Linked DNA regions of Mus musculus: regions 1, 2, 4 and 5 are each linked to region 3. Evidence: chromatin contacts called from public HiChIP or PLAC-seq and promoter capture Hi-C data. All regions are on one chromosome and are shown on one strand. The core of a region is the stretch at or near the end of the contact, and the rest is flanking DNA. Distances in the headings are between cores, read along the strand shown. Region 1 holds the start of Tmem125 (transmembrane protein 125). Region 2 holds the start of Elovl1 (elongation of very long chain fatty acids (FEN1/Elo2, SUR4/Elo3, yeast)-like 1). Region 3 holds the start of Ptprf (protein tyrosine phosphatase, receptor type, F). Region 4 overlaps St3gal3 (ST3 beta-galactoside alpha-2,3-sialyltransferase 3). Region 5 holds the start of Tie1 (tyrosine kinase with immunoglobulin-like and EGF-like domains 1).

What was found. Promoter capture Hi-C pulls out the DNA fragments that hold promoters and counts their contacts. HiChIP or PLAC-seq counts read pairs in DNA pulled down with a chosen protein or histone mark. Capture Hi-C pulls out chosen DNA fragments and counts their contacts.
Region 1: a promoter capture Hi-C map of adipose tissue shows a contact between it and region 3. The contact joins the promoter of Tmem125 here to the promoter of Ptprf in region 3. A contact is called at or near these places in 3 of 39 promoter capture datasets (the 3T3-L1 cell line, hippocampal neurons and liver), 1 of 484 Hi-C or Micro-C datasets (embryonic stem cells), 2 of 115 datasets of contacts at active chromatin or transcription factors (embryonic stem cells and pancreatic cancer cells) and 2 of 9 other capture datasets (adipose tissue and embryonic stem cells).
Region 2: a CTCF HiChIP or PLAC-seq map of the NIH/3T3 cell line shows a contact between it and region 3, with 9 read pairs. The contact joins the promoter of Elovl1 here to the promoter of Ptprf in region 3. A contact is called at or near these places in 5 of 39 promoter capture datasets (the 3T3-L1 cell line, 3T3-L1-derived adipocytes, the HPC-7 cell line and 1 more), 1 of 15 datasets of contacts at CTCF or cohesin (the NIH/3T3 cell line), 5 of 484 Hi-C or Micro-C datasets (the N1E-115 cell line, embryonic fibroblasts, embryonic stem cells and 2 more), 2 of 115 datasets of contacts at active chromatin or transcription factors (embryonic stem cells and pancreatic cancer cells) and 3 of 9 other capture datasets (adipose tissue, liver and pancreatic islet).
Region 4: a CTCF HiChIP or PLAC-seq map of the NIH/3T3 cell line shows a contact between it and region 3, with 7 read pairs. The contact joins the enhancer-like site here to the promoter of Ptprf in region 3. A contact is called at or near these places in 4 of 39 promoter capture datasets (hematopoietic stem and progenitor cells, hippocampal neurons, liver and 1 more), 1 of 15 datasets of contacts at CTCF or cohesin (the NIH/3T3 cell line), 1 of 484 Hi-C or Micro-C datasets (embryonic stem cells), 4 of 115 datasets of contacts at active chromatin or transcription factors (embryonic stem cells and pancreatic cancer cells) and 1 of 9 other capture datasets (adipose tissue).
Region 5: a contact with region 3 is called in a promoter capture Hi-C map of liver. The contact joins the promoter of Tie1 here to the promoter of Ptprf in region 3. A contact is called at or near these places in 4 of 39 promoter capture datasets (cranial neural crest, frontonasal cranial neural crest and liver), 1 of 115 datasets of contacts at active chromatin or transcription factors (embryonic stem cells) and 1 of 9 other capture datasets (liver).

What each region holds. Positions count from the first base shown.
Region 1 is chr4:118,542,296-118,544,995 of GRCm38.p6, reverse strand. Tmem125 (transmembrane protein 125) reads left to right here and starts at 1,270. Exons shown (of 4, transcript NM_172383.3): 1 at 1,270-1,396; 2 at 1,497-1,640; 3 at 2,236-2,395; 4 at 2,625-2,700.
Region 2 is chr4:118,426,633-118,429,489 of GRCm38.p6, reverse strand. It overlaps Elovl1 (elongation of very long chain fatty acids (FEN1/Elo2, SUR4/Elo3, yeast)-like 1), which reads right to left and starts at 1,397. Exons shown (of 8, transcript NM_019422.3): 1 at 1,275-1,397.
Region 3 is chr4:118,289,910-118,292,692 of GRCm38.p6, reverse strand. It overlaps Ptprf (protein tyrosine phosphatase, receptor type, F), which reads left to right and starts at 1,296. Exons shown (of 33, transcript NM_011213.2): 1 at 1,296-1,513.
Region 4 is chr4:118,056,859-118,059,670 of GRCm38.p6, reverse strand. The region is part of intron 2 of St3gal3 (ST3 beta-galactoside alpha-2,3-sialyltransferase 3); the gene reads left to right. Among named protein-coding and RNA genes, the nearest start is that of St3gal3, 77 kb to the left of the region's middle. Within about 2 kb of position 1,415, at least 44 of the 459 cell types and tissues checked have an H3K27ac peak or open chromatin away from gene starts, as enhancers often do. A contact at or near this core is called in the NIH/3T3 cell line, adipose tissue and pre-B cells, where this site is marked.
Region 5 is chr4:118,488,455-118,491,154 of GRCm38.p6, reverse strand. It overlaps Tie1 (tyrosine kinase with immunoglobulin-like and EGF-like domains 1), which reads left to right and starts at 1,306. Exons shown (of 23, transcript NM_011587.2): 1 at 1,306-1,507. The coding sequence starts at 1,450. It also overlaps the pseudogene Gm12859.

The sequences.
Region 1 (2,700 bases), core at 21-2,520, 250 kb before region 3:
TCAAAGGTCAAAATAGTCACACCGTCAGTCAGTTCACACTTTTATTTAGCCAGCCACTCAACAAACATTTATCGATTACCCTACGCGTACAGGCTACCGCTGGCTGCTGAGGTCATGGTGGTTAGTAAACTAGTACTTATCCCTGCAGTGGCTGGGGATACACCTCTGGGTCAGGGGTGAAAGCTAACTAACTAAAGATCTGTTGCGAATGAATATGGAAGAAACACGGGTCGTGAGTGCAGTCGGATCAGCCAGATCAGCCAAGGCATTTCAGCTCAATGATTCAAGTTGGCCAGACTCGGCCAGAGAGAGGCCGGAGGTAGGTGGGGGACAGTCCAGCTGAAGGGCAAGGGCTTCTTTTGCCTTGTCAAGAGTTGTGAAACTTATCCAACTGTCCAGCTCCAGCTGTCTACCTGAAAGGCCTCTACCCACTCATGGGGCAGGCTAATCCTGCCACTCACTTGAGGCCTCAAGGAAAATAAACAAAGGGCTTATTGGGGGAAAGCCTAAGACAGAGCTGGAGCTAGGTTTGGGGTATCGCTGATGCTGGACGCTGGGGCTGAGGATACAGTGGGATTCAGAACTAAAGTCCAGAATCAGCTGGAATGAGGAGGTTTCAGGCCAGTTGGAACCTCCTACTGGCTCTCCTCCTGCCTCAGCCTCTCAGGGTGCAAAGATTGCAGGCCTGGCTGTAGATCTTCGGGGAGGGGCTGAAGGTAAAATTAAGTTGGAGTTGTGGGGTGGGCTAGGGCTCAGACTGGGGCAGAGGGCCAGCATTCTTTCCTCCTGCTGACCCAATCTGCATATTGTGTTTCAGACCTACCAGCAGCGGACAGAAGCCCCTCCCTTCCCAGGAATGTCTCAGCCCCACTGAAGTCGCAGGGCCACGTCAGCCAATTGGCTCAGGCCCTGCCCTGGAAACAGCACCTGTTAATCCCCCCCTCCTTCCAGCTCACCTGGGTGCAGGTTAGGCAGGTGAAGCGTCTCCCCGGAAACAGACCTAGAGCGCCCAACCTGCTGGGTCCTGCCTGCTCAAATCGGATTCAGCACAGCCAGGCGTCCCGTGAGTGCCCCATACGCCCCACCCCCACCTTTTTCACGGGTTCTACTACCGGGAACCTCCACCCACGCTGGGGTCGTTCCCCAATAGACGGTGTCAGCACCTTCAGATGAGCAAGCCACAGTCCTGAGGAATGCTGGGACAGACTCCGCCCACGGTCCCTCCCCCAACCACCCTTGGGGCGTGGGCATTTACCCCACCCACCTTGCGTGCCAGGCAACCTCTCTGCAAAGGGCAGAGCGGTCCCCTACTCTGTCTCGTTGGAGTAAAAACGTGGTCTCGGCAGTGTGGTCCATGTGGGTTCTGATTCACCCCGAGTCTCTCTGGCTCAAAAAAGTATGTTTTGAGCTCCTTTGCCCCGTGGGAAGTCTAAAAGGAGTATGTTAGATGACTTCTCCCACTCCTCAGAATTAACTTCTCTGTCCTCACTTTTCAGAAAAAGCCTCTAAGAGGTGAGCTGGGGCTTCCCTGCCCCACTCCCGTCCCTCCTGGACTCGCAGCTGACACCTACAGGATCGGTCTCTCCTGCTGCCGGAAGTTGGGTTCCTTGCCGGCAGTGCTAGCTTTATTTTTACCTGATGTGAGTCATGCCGCCTGTCTTGTAGGGAACAGGTTAAATGAGTAACACTGTTAGATCCCTCCCCACATTCCCACGATGGGAAGGACTAGGCTGCGGTTCAAATCCTGAGTCCTCCTTTTGCTGCCTTAGAGAACACGTGGAGCCGTTTAGCAGGGGATGGACCCGTGGGGAGCAGGCAGGTTCTGGATGAGCGCCGAGAACAGGACTGGATAGAGATATGTTTAGAGGCAAGAGACAGCCCCTGGGGCCATGGATTGGCAAAAGCAGAAGGCGCTGAGGAGCCCCCGGAGTGGGCCGAGAGGGAGGGTGGGTGGTAACAGCATCTTGAGAAAGGAACACAGGAGGAACAGGTTCAGGGTAAGATGAGGAATTTGGGTTGGGCCCTGTTGCATCAGAGACGACCAGCACTGGAAGGAGAGACTTGGAGCATGCGTCTTCTTTTGCCTGACGGAGATAGGGTGGAACTAGAGGAAGAACGGTGTTAGGGGTCAGATCCTGACCCACAGAGAAGGAAGGGTACAGCCCTATGAGAGAAGGGTCAGGCTCAGCCTGCTGGTTCCAGAAGGGTTAAGTCACCAGCCTCCCTTTCCCATAGCTTCCCCCACCCAGGACCCAGCAGTGACAGCTGAGGCCATGTGAGTCTGATCCTGAATGAGGCATTATCTCTGACAGTTTGTCCTGTCATCCACTGTGGCACCACCAGCTTCCTCCGACAGCCTGGATGGAACAGGCCACCGAGACAGCCTGTGTGAGAGGTCAGGAGCTGGGCAAGGGGATTCTCTGAAGGGGAAGGGGAGCTCTGTGGTGGAGGGAACTCTGTTGGGGTCAGGGGAGGTGCTTTGGCAAGGTGCAGTGCTAGGGTTGTAGCTCTTGGGAATAGGTCCTGAGGACCCCGGGGAAGATTCTTGGGGCCCTTCCCTGAGACTCCCAGATGAGGCTATAGGGCCAGATGGGTGGGAAATAACTTGTGATCCTGTCCTGCAGGTGAGGGTAACCATAGCCTGGACTAAGAAGAGGAGACTGGGCTTCTCGCTGGCAACCAGGTGATGGGGACACAGGG
Region 2 (2,857 bases), core at 148-2,647, 140 kb before region 3:
TGGCCAAAGCCAGAACTGCTAAAAAATCCACACCCAGCATTCTCTCCCAAACCAGCCATGAATTCTTAGTTTGTCCTACTTTAGAATGGGCATCACCCTTCCCTACCAGGGAGGGGTGAGGACACCAGTGGTATGTGAGGAGGTGGGAGAGTGGGGGAGGTCTCAGGAATCTTTCCCTCTTCTGGGAGGGAGCCTCATGGGCTAGGTCCCCTCCTCCTCAAAGTTGGAAGGAATGCCAAGGGAAAGTTTATAGGGATACAAAAATTTAGCCTAGACCCAGGAGAGCCTAGGACTTTGTCCCAGAGGACTCCGGCAATTGCCCAACAAGCGGAGTGCTCCAGCTGCTCTCCATCAATCTCCAGCCTTGGGGCTTGAGTTCTACCATCCACATCCACGCTCTCACACAGTAATATGTACCTTCATCACACCGCTCTCAACCACCCCCAGAGACATGCATACCGCGCCAGGAGCTAGCCAGCATACATCCACACACAGTCCAGGCATATCTTGTTGACCACATCACCCAAACAGGCCTCCCTACTGGACTCGGACATGCCAGGCTCCTAAACTTCACACCTGTCAGGGATTGCATTAACCGCGGGACATACAGCTGACCAGGCATGGGTACATCTTCACCCACACCTCCCTTCTGCACACACAGCTCTCTGGTGAGTGACACTCATTTCTTCCTACAGTTAGACTTTGGTTGGTGGCTTATGTTGGAGTGGGGCCTAGCACTTAGGCATGTGCTCTGACACACGTGAGCTTGCCAGTTCCTTATCTCCTCCCTCAACCACCTCCTCCAATTCACTCGCCCTTCACCACCACTTAACACCGGGAGATACACAGTGACCCAGAGGGCAAGAGGGAGTCCAGACTTCTGAGGATCTCTCCCTAAGTTTGAGGGAAACCCGGGTGCGCACCACCCCCCTCCCGCAGTGAAACAGAGCCAGTTCCCTTAAGATGGATGGAAAAGAAAAAGGGCACCGGCATGGGGCAGGAAGGGAAAAGAGAGGAGTGGGCAAAGGGTGGAAGGCCAGGAGGTGCTGAAAAAGAACTAGGTGTGAGCAAATGGGGGTCAGGGGCCAAGGTGCCGGGGAGGGATCCTGTGGGCAGGCCCAGCCCCAGTGCCTGGGACCTCCCACCCACTCGCCCCAGGAACAGCCTCGCCCACAGCCTGGGCAGGGCAGGGCAAGGCAGGCAGGGCAGGGCTAGCCTGGCCAGCCAGGCAGGGGGCGCTGGCACGTGGGGAGCCATGGAAGGTACACACTCACCAGTGGAAACCAGGCGGGCAGCAGTGAAGGGTTCAAAGGGATCAGGGCCGGAGAGAAGTCCCCAGGGCCGCCTGCCGGCCACTTCCTCATCTGCTGGGCCGACTTTCTGTCACCAGAGGGGGAGGGGGCGGGCCGGGCGGGGGGCGCCTGCTGATTGGGCGGCTGGCCGAGGCAGGAGGGGCCGTCCAGCGCCTGCCTGGCCGCCAGGGCGGGAGCAGGGGCGGGTCGCCAGATCCCGGGGCAGGAAGCACACCCAGCCCCAGCTCTCCACCCCTTCCTTCGCATCTCTCAGCCTGTCCCGCCGATGACTATGGCTTGGCCCGCACCCAGCTTCTTCTTGAGGTTCAGCCTGCATGGCCCCATTCGTGGTCCTCTGTCCAGTCCAGCATGAGGACCCACTCATCTCCTGTCTGCTTTGTGACAGTCGCGGCTTATGATTACGGGAAATTTCCAGGGTTCAACCGTTCCCTCAAGGCTTTTCCTGGAAGAGGAGGGCCAGCTGTGCCTACTAAGGGCTGATTGGGGTGGCGGGAGGCTTTAGCGGGAGGCAGCAGTCGGCCACCACCATGCTTCTCAGAGCCTATAAACTTGGATGAGTCCTAGCTTTAGGAGGCACAGAGAGGATTTCCTGGAACGGAGATGGGAGAATACAAGTGGCCCCAGGCAAGAACTGTGAATCACTGTCTAAACTGGCCTTCAAGGTAGTGAAAGGGGGTGGGGGTGGGGGTAGCAAGTGAAATTGGCTGTGGTTCAATGTAGTAGATCTTGGAGGCCAAATGAGGCTGCCTGACTTATTCTAGAAGCAGAAGAAAACAAGAATTTTGAGGCAGCTCATCTCATCTGTCAGACATTTACTGGCCATCTACAGTGAGCGAAACCACATTAAGCTCTGCTCCCCACACTAACATAACTTATAACCCAGGTACAAGGTACTAGAGAGACCAGGTGAGAGGAAAACAGCTGGTCTGAAGAGGTAACAGATGGGGTTGGGAAAGCCAGACAACGTTGCAGGGGTAGGGGTGGGGGAGGAGTTAGATGTCAATTCAGTACCACCACCCACCCACCCCAGCACCAGATAGTCCAACTATTGCATGGCATGAAATCTGTCTTTCCTATAAAGACTCAATTACAGCTTGGACAACTGGATGATGTAAGTAGGCAGAGAGTTGAGGAATTTAGAAGAGGCAGTGGCTAGGAAGGATAATAGGTTCATAATTGGTGGATTTGGTTACCTAGGCATTGATAAGAGATGAAGGCCAGAGTATAGTTTTCAGCATTCTTTAGATTACCTGTTTACCTGTTAGCACCTACTCTTGACCAAAAAAAAAAAAAAAAAAAAAAAAAAAACAACCAGCAGAGAATTTACTTCCAAACCCAGCTTCTGTATCATTGTATACTAGACCCCCATGTCCCTGAAATGTCATTCTCAAGCCATAGCCTGAACTCCAGCCATCAAATGTCAGCAGCTTTCTCTCCAGTGAACATCTGTGGTGGATCCAAAAGCTCCCAGTGGAGCGTTCGGGATGGTGTTTTGCATGTGTGATTAAGACTTGTTAGATGAATGTGCACAAATTTACATACAA
Region 3 (2,783 bases), core at 47-2,546:
CCCTATAATCACAGCTTGGAATATAAATCTTCAAGCAGGTTATTGGTTTAGTCCCTAGCACTGCACACACTGGACACGGTGGCACGTGCATTTGAATTTGACATGAGGTCAGTGAAGTTCAAATGCAAGTGGATGGTTTCAGGGTGGTGTGGCTGTGGACAAGGAGTCTGGAATTCAATGCTAAGGCGTATACTGAACAGATCTTGAGACCGGGGATCATTCATATCTGCTAGAATTAGTGTAGATGTTGGGATATTGGTTAGCCTCTGGGTGGGGTTGACCTCAGATCAGAGCACAGGGGAAGAGCGGTGTAGAGATAAAGGTCCGTGTGGAGTTTCTGTAAAGCCAGTCCCATCTCAGGTTGCACAATTATTAGAGTTGGATCAGATTATTATACTAAAAGATCACCAAGATGGGAGAGGTATTGAGATCAGTGTCTGTATTAGGGTGTGTTCCCCAACTCCTCTGGTGACCCAGTTCCAATTTTTCTATTGGAATTGAGAGTTTCAGCGTTGGAGTGTTCAGCAATCAAGAGCAGAGGACTTGGGTCTGGTTCCCGGCACCCACACTGGGTTCCTCACACCCTCCTGTAACACCACACGGTGAATATGCATATACAAGCACACACACACACTGGCGTACACACACAAATACATATATAAATAAAAATCTTCTTTAAAAATCAAGAATCCCAGCAGGGAAATGTTCTTGTCTGGGATAGAAATAAAGCAGAGACTAGAACACATGAAAGCACTGGGCTCCGGTGTGAGGCAGCTGCCTTAGCATAGTATTTTCTTCTGTATAAGGGTCTCAATATCTATACCGGACTCCATTCAGACCAAGGGTTGGGGCTGCTATCAATATCAAACTTAGGCCAGGTAGAAGAAATGAAGCCATTTAGTGTTCGAATCTGTAATTGGAGTCCATACACTATAGGCGTTCAGTTAAAAAAAAAATTACTACTTTTTCTGATTGCTAGGCAAATTTTAGGGTCTGGACTCAACATTAGGTTTAAAGGTGGTTCTGGGTTGGATTGGCGGCAGGGGACCCTAGAGAAGTATTACGTACATGTGAGGATTTGGGAGGGTCTGGACTTTTGTGTCTAAGTTTGGTTCTATCCACGCTCGTTCCTGAGGTTTAAGCTCAATTTTGATGTTCCAGGCGGTTTAGACTTGGGGTTGGTCTGCAGCCTCGTTGGGCCTACAGCTCCACTCCTCTACAAGCGAGAGTGCACGAGGGGAGGGGCGGCGCCGGGGACGCGCACGGCAGGGGCAGGGACGCGGGCGCGGGCGGGCGGGCGCGCGCGGCTGGAGCTGGCGCGGGAGCGGTGGCGGCGGCGGCGGCAGAGGCGGCGGCTCCGGCTCCAGCTCCGGCTCCGGCTCCGGCTCCTGCTCGGGCGGCGGTGGAGGTGGCGGTGGCGGGAGCGGGCGACGGCGGCGGCAGCGGCGGACTGAGAACGGCGGCCTCAGCGGCTCGAGGGGGGACATGCAGACCGACGGCCCCCGGAGAGGCGGTGAGTGACCCCCCGAGCCCCCTTCGGGCCCCTCGATGCGCGGCCCTTCCGCGCCATCCCCACCCTGCCCCCGCGTCCGTGGAGCTGAGCCGGGGGCGGGCCCGGGGGCGCCCGGAGGCCGGGCCGCGCCCCCACCTGCCGCGCCCGCGATCTCGTCCGAGCCCCCGCCGCACCTGAGCCGCAGCCCGCACCCCCCGTGCAAAGTTTCCCCGCGCCGGTGGGCGCCCGGTTCCCCATCCGCCGCGGTCGCGCTCCGGGGGCGGCCTTCAGCCTCCCCCGCCGGCCCCGGGCGGGTCCAGGCCGCCTCCCCCGTCCCACGGCGCCCCCTCCCCGCCGGCGGAAGAGCCGCAGCCGACGCCGGGTCTCGCGGGCAACCGGGCGCACGTGCGGCCCCGGGACGAGCGGGGCGTGAGTTGCGAGCCCCCCTTCCCTGGTCTCCGTACGGAGCGCGGCCCGGGGAGGGGCCGGCCGGGCGGTCCCAACCCCCACCTCGAGCGGCGCCCTCGAGGCCCCAGAGCGGCTCGTCCCGGGAGGACGGGTGCGCTCGGACCCGCTCCGAAAGTTCACTCAGTCGCCTCCCGGCGTCCCGCCCCGTCCCGTCCCGTTCGGGTGTGCCTGGTCCCCAGTCTCTGCGCCCGGGTTTTCGTCTCGGCGCCTTTCTCGGTTTCCCTAGGTGTCTCCGGCTCCCTGTGTCGCTCACTGCCTCCCGATCTTCCTCCCTGCGGTCTCAGCTTGTCCAGCCGTGGGTTTCTCTCCCTTTCCAGTCTCTGTTTCTCTCCCCGAGTATCGGGTTCTTTCTCCCTGGTCTTCCTGTCCTCTTTCCCCAGGTCTCCGTGTTCCCTTTCTTCAGGTCTCCCTGTTCCCTCTCCCAGGTTTCCATGTTCCCTCTCCCCGAGTCTCCGTGTTCCTTCTCCCCGGGTCTCCCTGTTCCCTCTCCCCGGGCCTCTGTGCCTCCATGTCTCTGTAGCTCCCTCCTTAGGTGTCTCTCTGCTTGGTGTCTCTGAATCCCCCTCTGTCAGGCCCCCTCCCCCACGTCTCCGGAATGCGGCCCCTCTGGTTCTTCTTACCCCGGGAGGGGGAGGGGCTAGCCCTTCTCCCCATTTCTCCCCCTCCCTCTGCAGGGCCCCTGAGTTGGAGCAGGTGGGGTGGGAGCTCTACCTGCCAGTAGCTGTGGAATGGGAGGGAGGACCACCCTGAGAGCAGCCAGGGCCGGCCTGGGGATGCTGGATAACCAAGGGCTGTTGTTGAGGAAGACTCCACTTGTGCTGCT
Region 4 (2,812 bases), core at 166-2,665, 230 kb after region 3:
TGTTTGTTTGTTTGTCTTTAAAGGCTTCGTGGGGCCTGGAGAGTTGTCTCAGTGGTTAAGAGCACTGACTGCTTTGCTAGAGGATCTGGCTTTGATTCCCTGCACCCATGTGTCAGCTTATAAACATCTGCGACTCTCAATCCCAGGAGACCCAACTGTCTTTTCTGGCCTCCGTGGGTACCAGGCACACAAGTGGTGCACAGACTTGTACTCAAGCAAGACACCCATACATGGGCTGAAGAGATGGCTCAGTAGTTAGAGCACTTGCTGCTCTTTCAGAGGACCCAGGTTCAGTTCCTAGCTCCCACGTGTTGCCTCACAACCAACCGGCTATATCCAGTTCCAAGGGATCTGTTACCTTCTCCTGGCATCCCTGGGGAACAGGAACTCACGTGGTGCTCATGGAAGGAAAACATTCATACATTAAATAAAAATAAATAAATCTTAAAAATACTCGAACACATGAAAATTGTTTTTAAATAGAAAAATTCTGCTGTGGCGCAGGACATAGCCGTCTCTCCACAGCCTCAGGCAGATGTGGCCGGTTCTTTCTTAGAACACTTCCCACCTTCCTGCTTTCTCCACTGCAGCAGTCAGGCCCACTCTGACCCTAAGTGCAGGAGGTTCTGGGGCGTGCCCTCCCTCAGCCGAGAACTCCCTTCTAGCCTTTGCTTCTGATGGCTCCTGTCTTCAGGTCACCGTCCCCATGCCCTAACACGCCATGGGTCATGTCTGTTCTTCCTCCTCCCCCTTGGCCTTTTAACGTTGTGTCATATCAATCAACCACCCCTGTGAGAAATGGCTTCCTTCATTTTACATACTTGGCATTTCACCCCTCGCCCACTAACGTGACTTTCTTGAGGACAGGAACACTCACGTTCTTACTCTGCGTGTCTCTGTTGTTGTTACTGTGGTGTGCAGGATATAGTATTTTCTGTATTAAGGAGCAGCGGAATCTCTCTTTTTTTCTGTCTTATCACAGGGACATGTTAGTTTACGTGTTTGAATTCTACCTGTTTGCTTGGGAACAGTCTGTTTGCTCCTCATTCTCCCACTCCTGAAGCTCGCACGGGGTGGATAGCAGAAGATCTAGATGTGGAACATATAGGGTAGCAGGCAGGCGGCACCCCAGAGTGCAGCTCATTCACACATGCCTGGGGCTTTCAAAGCCTGGGCAAAACCTAAGACTATGGGCTGCATTCTCTTCCCTACCCCTCCGTAGTCTCCACATTCTGCTTCAGAAACCAGACACAGGAAACATCTGACCGTAATAAAAAGCTTCCAGTAAATTCTAGCTTTCCTCATTGTGCAGCGAGCTCTGTCATGCTTTGGTCTGGGATTCTGTTTGGTCATTTGTGCAACACACCACATGGCCGCCCGCCTCTGGCCTAGGAGCCAGGAACAGCTGGAGCCTGGAACGCTCAAGTAAAAATGACTTATTTGTTAGCTTCAGAGGGAGAAATCTGGATTCTTGCTCTGTTGCTTGCAAAGCAAACGTCTCTTTTTGTTGAATGCTAAGTTTTCCCGTAAGCTGTCATCATGGTTTATAACTAAAATAATCTTACATCCTTTAGAATAAACACAAATAATGAATCACCAAACTGGTCTATGCCTTTAAGACTGAAAACAAAATTTATTTGAACTTACACAGAGCATGAATATGTCACTCACCCCCTGTTCATGACATCTCAACTCTGAAAACGCATGCTCCCTGAGCACAGCGACCATTGCAGAGACTCAGCTTCCCAGGAGACGGCGACCTTCCCCTCCAGGCTTCCCTCCCAAGACCCTCATCGATCACTCTTTACCTGTACCTTGTCCGTCTTCCTGGCCTGCGAGGCAGAGACCTCTCTTACTGAGCATTGGTGCTTGGTAATGCTTGCGGCAAGGGGCCTAGAGCTGATGAGGGAATGCTGCCTAGCCTGTGCAAAGCCCTGGGCTCCATCCCTGGGACCGAGGAACAAACTGTGGGAAGGAAGGAAGAAGAAAAGAAGAGAAGTGAAATTGGGTTGTCCAGGAGTTGATGTAACTGCTCTGAGCTCTCAGGATGGCCCCAGTAACTGAAAAGCCGAACAACCCTCACCACAAACAATGGAAGAGATCTGGAACCTGCCGTGCCTTGGCTCCAATACCAGCCAGTGTGCGCTGGAGCAGTTATTTTTAATCTTTTTCTTCTCCCCTTCCTCCTCCCCTCTCACCCCACTTCTCTCTCTCTCTCTCTCTCTCTCTCTCTCTCTCTCTCTCTCTCTCACACACACACACACACACATACACACACACACACACACACACACACACTCATTTCTGGTCCCAAGTAAAACTCTCCCACCTCAGCTCAAATAGCTGGGACTCCAGTGAGCGCCAGTACCCGGCCCCACCCCCACCCACTTGATGCAAATAACACATGTTCACTGTGGACATTTTGTAGAGTCTTGCCACCAAAGGCAGCCACTACCAGCAATTACTGCTCTTTAGTTATTCAAGTAAGGTCTAGCTTTTTTTAATATGTGGATCAAAAAATTTCAAAAACAGATTATTAGATCAGGATTGCTTATGAGTGAGAAGAAAGTAAATTACAATTGGAAAAATGTCAACCAGTGAAAATCAGGTACTTAAAATTTTATTATTTTTTTGCATCTGGGTGTGTGTGTGTGTATGTGTGTTTGTGCGCAGGGCTAAGGTTGACATCAAGTGTCTTCCTTGACCTACACTTTGTATTTTGAAGCAGGGTCTTGTGCCGAGCTCTGAGCTCACTGTCTAGCTGCCCCGCTTGCCCTGGCCGGTTCCCCAGCTCTGTCTCCTGCACTCTGGG
Region 5 (2,700 bases), core at 57-2,556, 200 kb before region 3:
TGAATCATTGTTGGGAATTGGGCTGCCAACTGTAAGTCATCAATAAATTCCTTTACTATCTAGAGACTGTCCGTAAGTTCTGTGACTCTAGAGAACCCTGACTAATACACCAAGTTTCCTGATTTAAAAGACGCTGAAGCAGTTCAGAAATTCTTCCTTGAAGAGACACAGCTTGGTGAAGGGTTATTAGCACAAGGTGACTACGAGAAGGGTGTGGACCACCTGACAAATGCCATTGCTGCCTCCGCAGCTGCTGCAAGTGTTCCAGCAGACTCTTCCACCACCAGTGTTCCAGATGCTCCTGACCAAGCTTCCGACCGTTAGTCAGAGAACTGTAAGTGCTCAGAGCCTGGCTGACAATGATCTGGAATGAACCAGATAACAACATAATAAAATCTCAGTAAAATAATTTAACAGTTAGCTTGGAAGCTGGTCAGCTCTGGGGAAATCAGGGTAAATTGTGCTGTCATGAACTGTCCCACACTGACATCGGCCAAAGTGAATATGAACTTTGGTAGATCCAATGCCTGTTCTATTTATTTTTCCAGTGAAAAGTATTTTGATAGAGCTTTTCATTTTGTAAATACACTGAGTTAACCAAAATATCATGGATTTCCGTTTGTTCTTAAGACATGCAACTCGTCTACGGCTATACCACTCTGAACGCGCCCGATCTCGGAAGACATGCAACTCAAATGTAAATACAGTAGAATATTACTTAGGTAGAAACTCCTGGTGATTTTAAAAGATTGGAAAAGAATATGAGGAAGAGTTGAATAATGCAAATTCTAGTGTGTGTGCTACCGAAGTGAACACTTAATGCACAGTCTACAGACTAGGACATTTTATCGTGTGTTGTAAAATTGGGTAGAAACTTGTGTTTGTGAAAACTGAGCATTAAAACCTTACAGAGACCGTTTCTTGTTTACTTTTGAAAAAAAAAAGAGTCACGTGAGCCTCATTTTGTATTTGTGTGTGTGTGTGTGTGTGTGTCTCCCCTCCTCCCAGCGTGTGTGTGCTGGGAGGAGGGGAGACCCCAGAACAATGTCCTGCCTCCAAACCTTCTCAATAGGCGGAAGCCACTGGCTTCCTCCCTTTCCTGTCTCCCGTGCTCCAGCAATGCAGATGGAAGGGACCGAAGGGATGGGAGAGAGAGCCCAACCATCCCCAGATCTGTCCTTGTCACAACCTGCCTCCCACCTCTAATGCCCCCCCTTCCAGAGACTTCCAGGCCACACCCATCCCGGGCTTGTGGGGGCTGGACACGGGAGGACTACAGGCGACAACTCTTCCCACCCTCTCTCCCTGCCACCCCTCCTACCCTAACCATCATTTCCTCTTCCTCCCCAGCACCGAGGTGCACTGAGCTGGACAGGCTGAACACTCAGACCCACAGCAACTGACCCCGGGCCCAGCTGGCCTTGGCTGGCCCAGGGCAGCTTCCAGAGTATGGTCTGGTGGGGATCCTCTTTGCTGCTCCCCACTCTTTTCTTGGCCTCTCATGTTGGTAAGTCTTCCCTGGAGTGAGCAGAGCTCCTCCCTGACTCTTGATTTCAAGGCCTTAATTCCAGCCCCCGACCCCCAAGAAACCCTAGCCTAGCCTAGCAATAGACCTCACAATATGGTGGTGAGCATGGGTTGGGGGAAGGGAAATAGAGAGTTATTGTTTAATGAGTGTAGCATTTCAGTTAGGGTGTGGTGGTGGACTTCTTTAATCCCAGCACTTGGAAGGCCAGCCTAGACTACACAGAGGACTCCATGTTAGCCCCATAAAGACTTATGGAGACCTTACGTCAAAAACAAAAACAAGAGCTGTGGAAATGGGTGGTGATGTTCACATGAGGTTATGAATGCATTTATTAACACTGAATTGACTGTTTACAAGTGGTTCTAACGGTAGATTCTAGGGTATGTGTATTTTAACACAACTTAAAAATTGCAGGGACAAGCAGAAACTGACATCATCATCATCATCGTCGTCGTCATAGCGTCATGACGATTTTGATCCACCAAGAATGAGGTCAGGGTGGGGAAAACTCAGGCAGGTGCTAGGAATCACTGCCTGGAGGGGGGAGAGGTGAGTAGGGGCAGAAGTCAGCCATCAACTTGGACCTCACGAGTAACTGTGTTGGGCTTAATCAATAATTCATTGGACAGACAAGCATGGTGGCTTTAACTCCAGTACTCAGGAGGCAAAAGCAGGTAGATCTCTGAGGTTCGAAGCCAGCCTGGTCTACATAGCAAGTCCCAGGACAGCCAGAACTACATAGAGAGACCCAGTCTCAAAATAATAACAATAATAATAATAATAAAATTTATTTAGCACCAATGATGTTCCATTAGTTGAGAATATGGCAACACCTAAACCTATCATATGACAACTAAATGATGCTGGGCTCCCAAAGGTTGATACGTTTGTTGTTTAAATGGAGCTGTGTGTACAGAGGGCATGGAGAAGCTTCTGAATGCTGGTGGCAGGTCCTTTCAGTCTGCTGACCAGAGAACTAGAAGTCAGAGGCTGCCTTTGAGTGGTTCTGTCTGGTGGGAAACACAGGCCAGGAATGAGGGCCAGACAGAAGCAGACATCAAGAGCTTTTGAGAAGCACTGAGAAGAGAGTCAGCTTACTCTGCCACAGGACCAGAAAAGTCATGAAGGGTTTCCCTAAGAGAGGTAGTCAACAGAGTAGCAAGTGCAAGCTT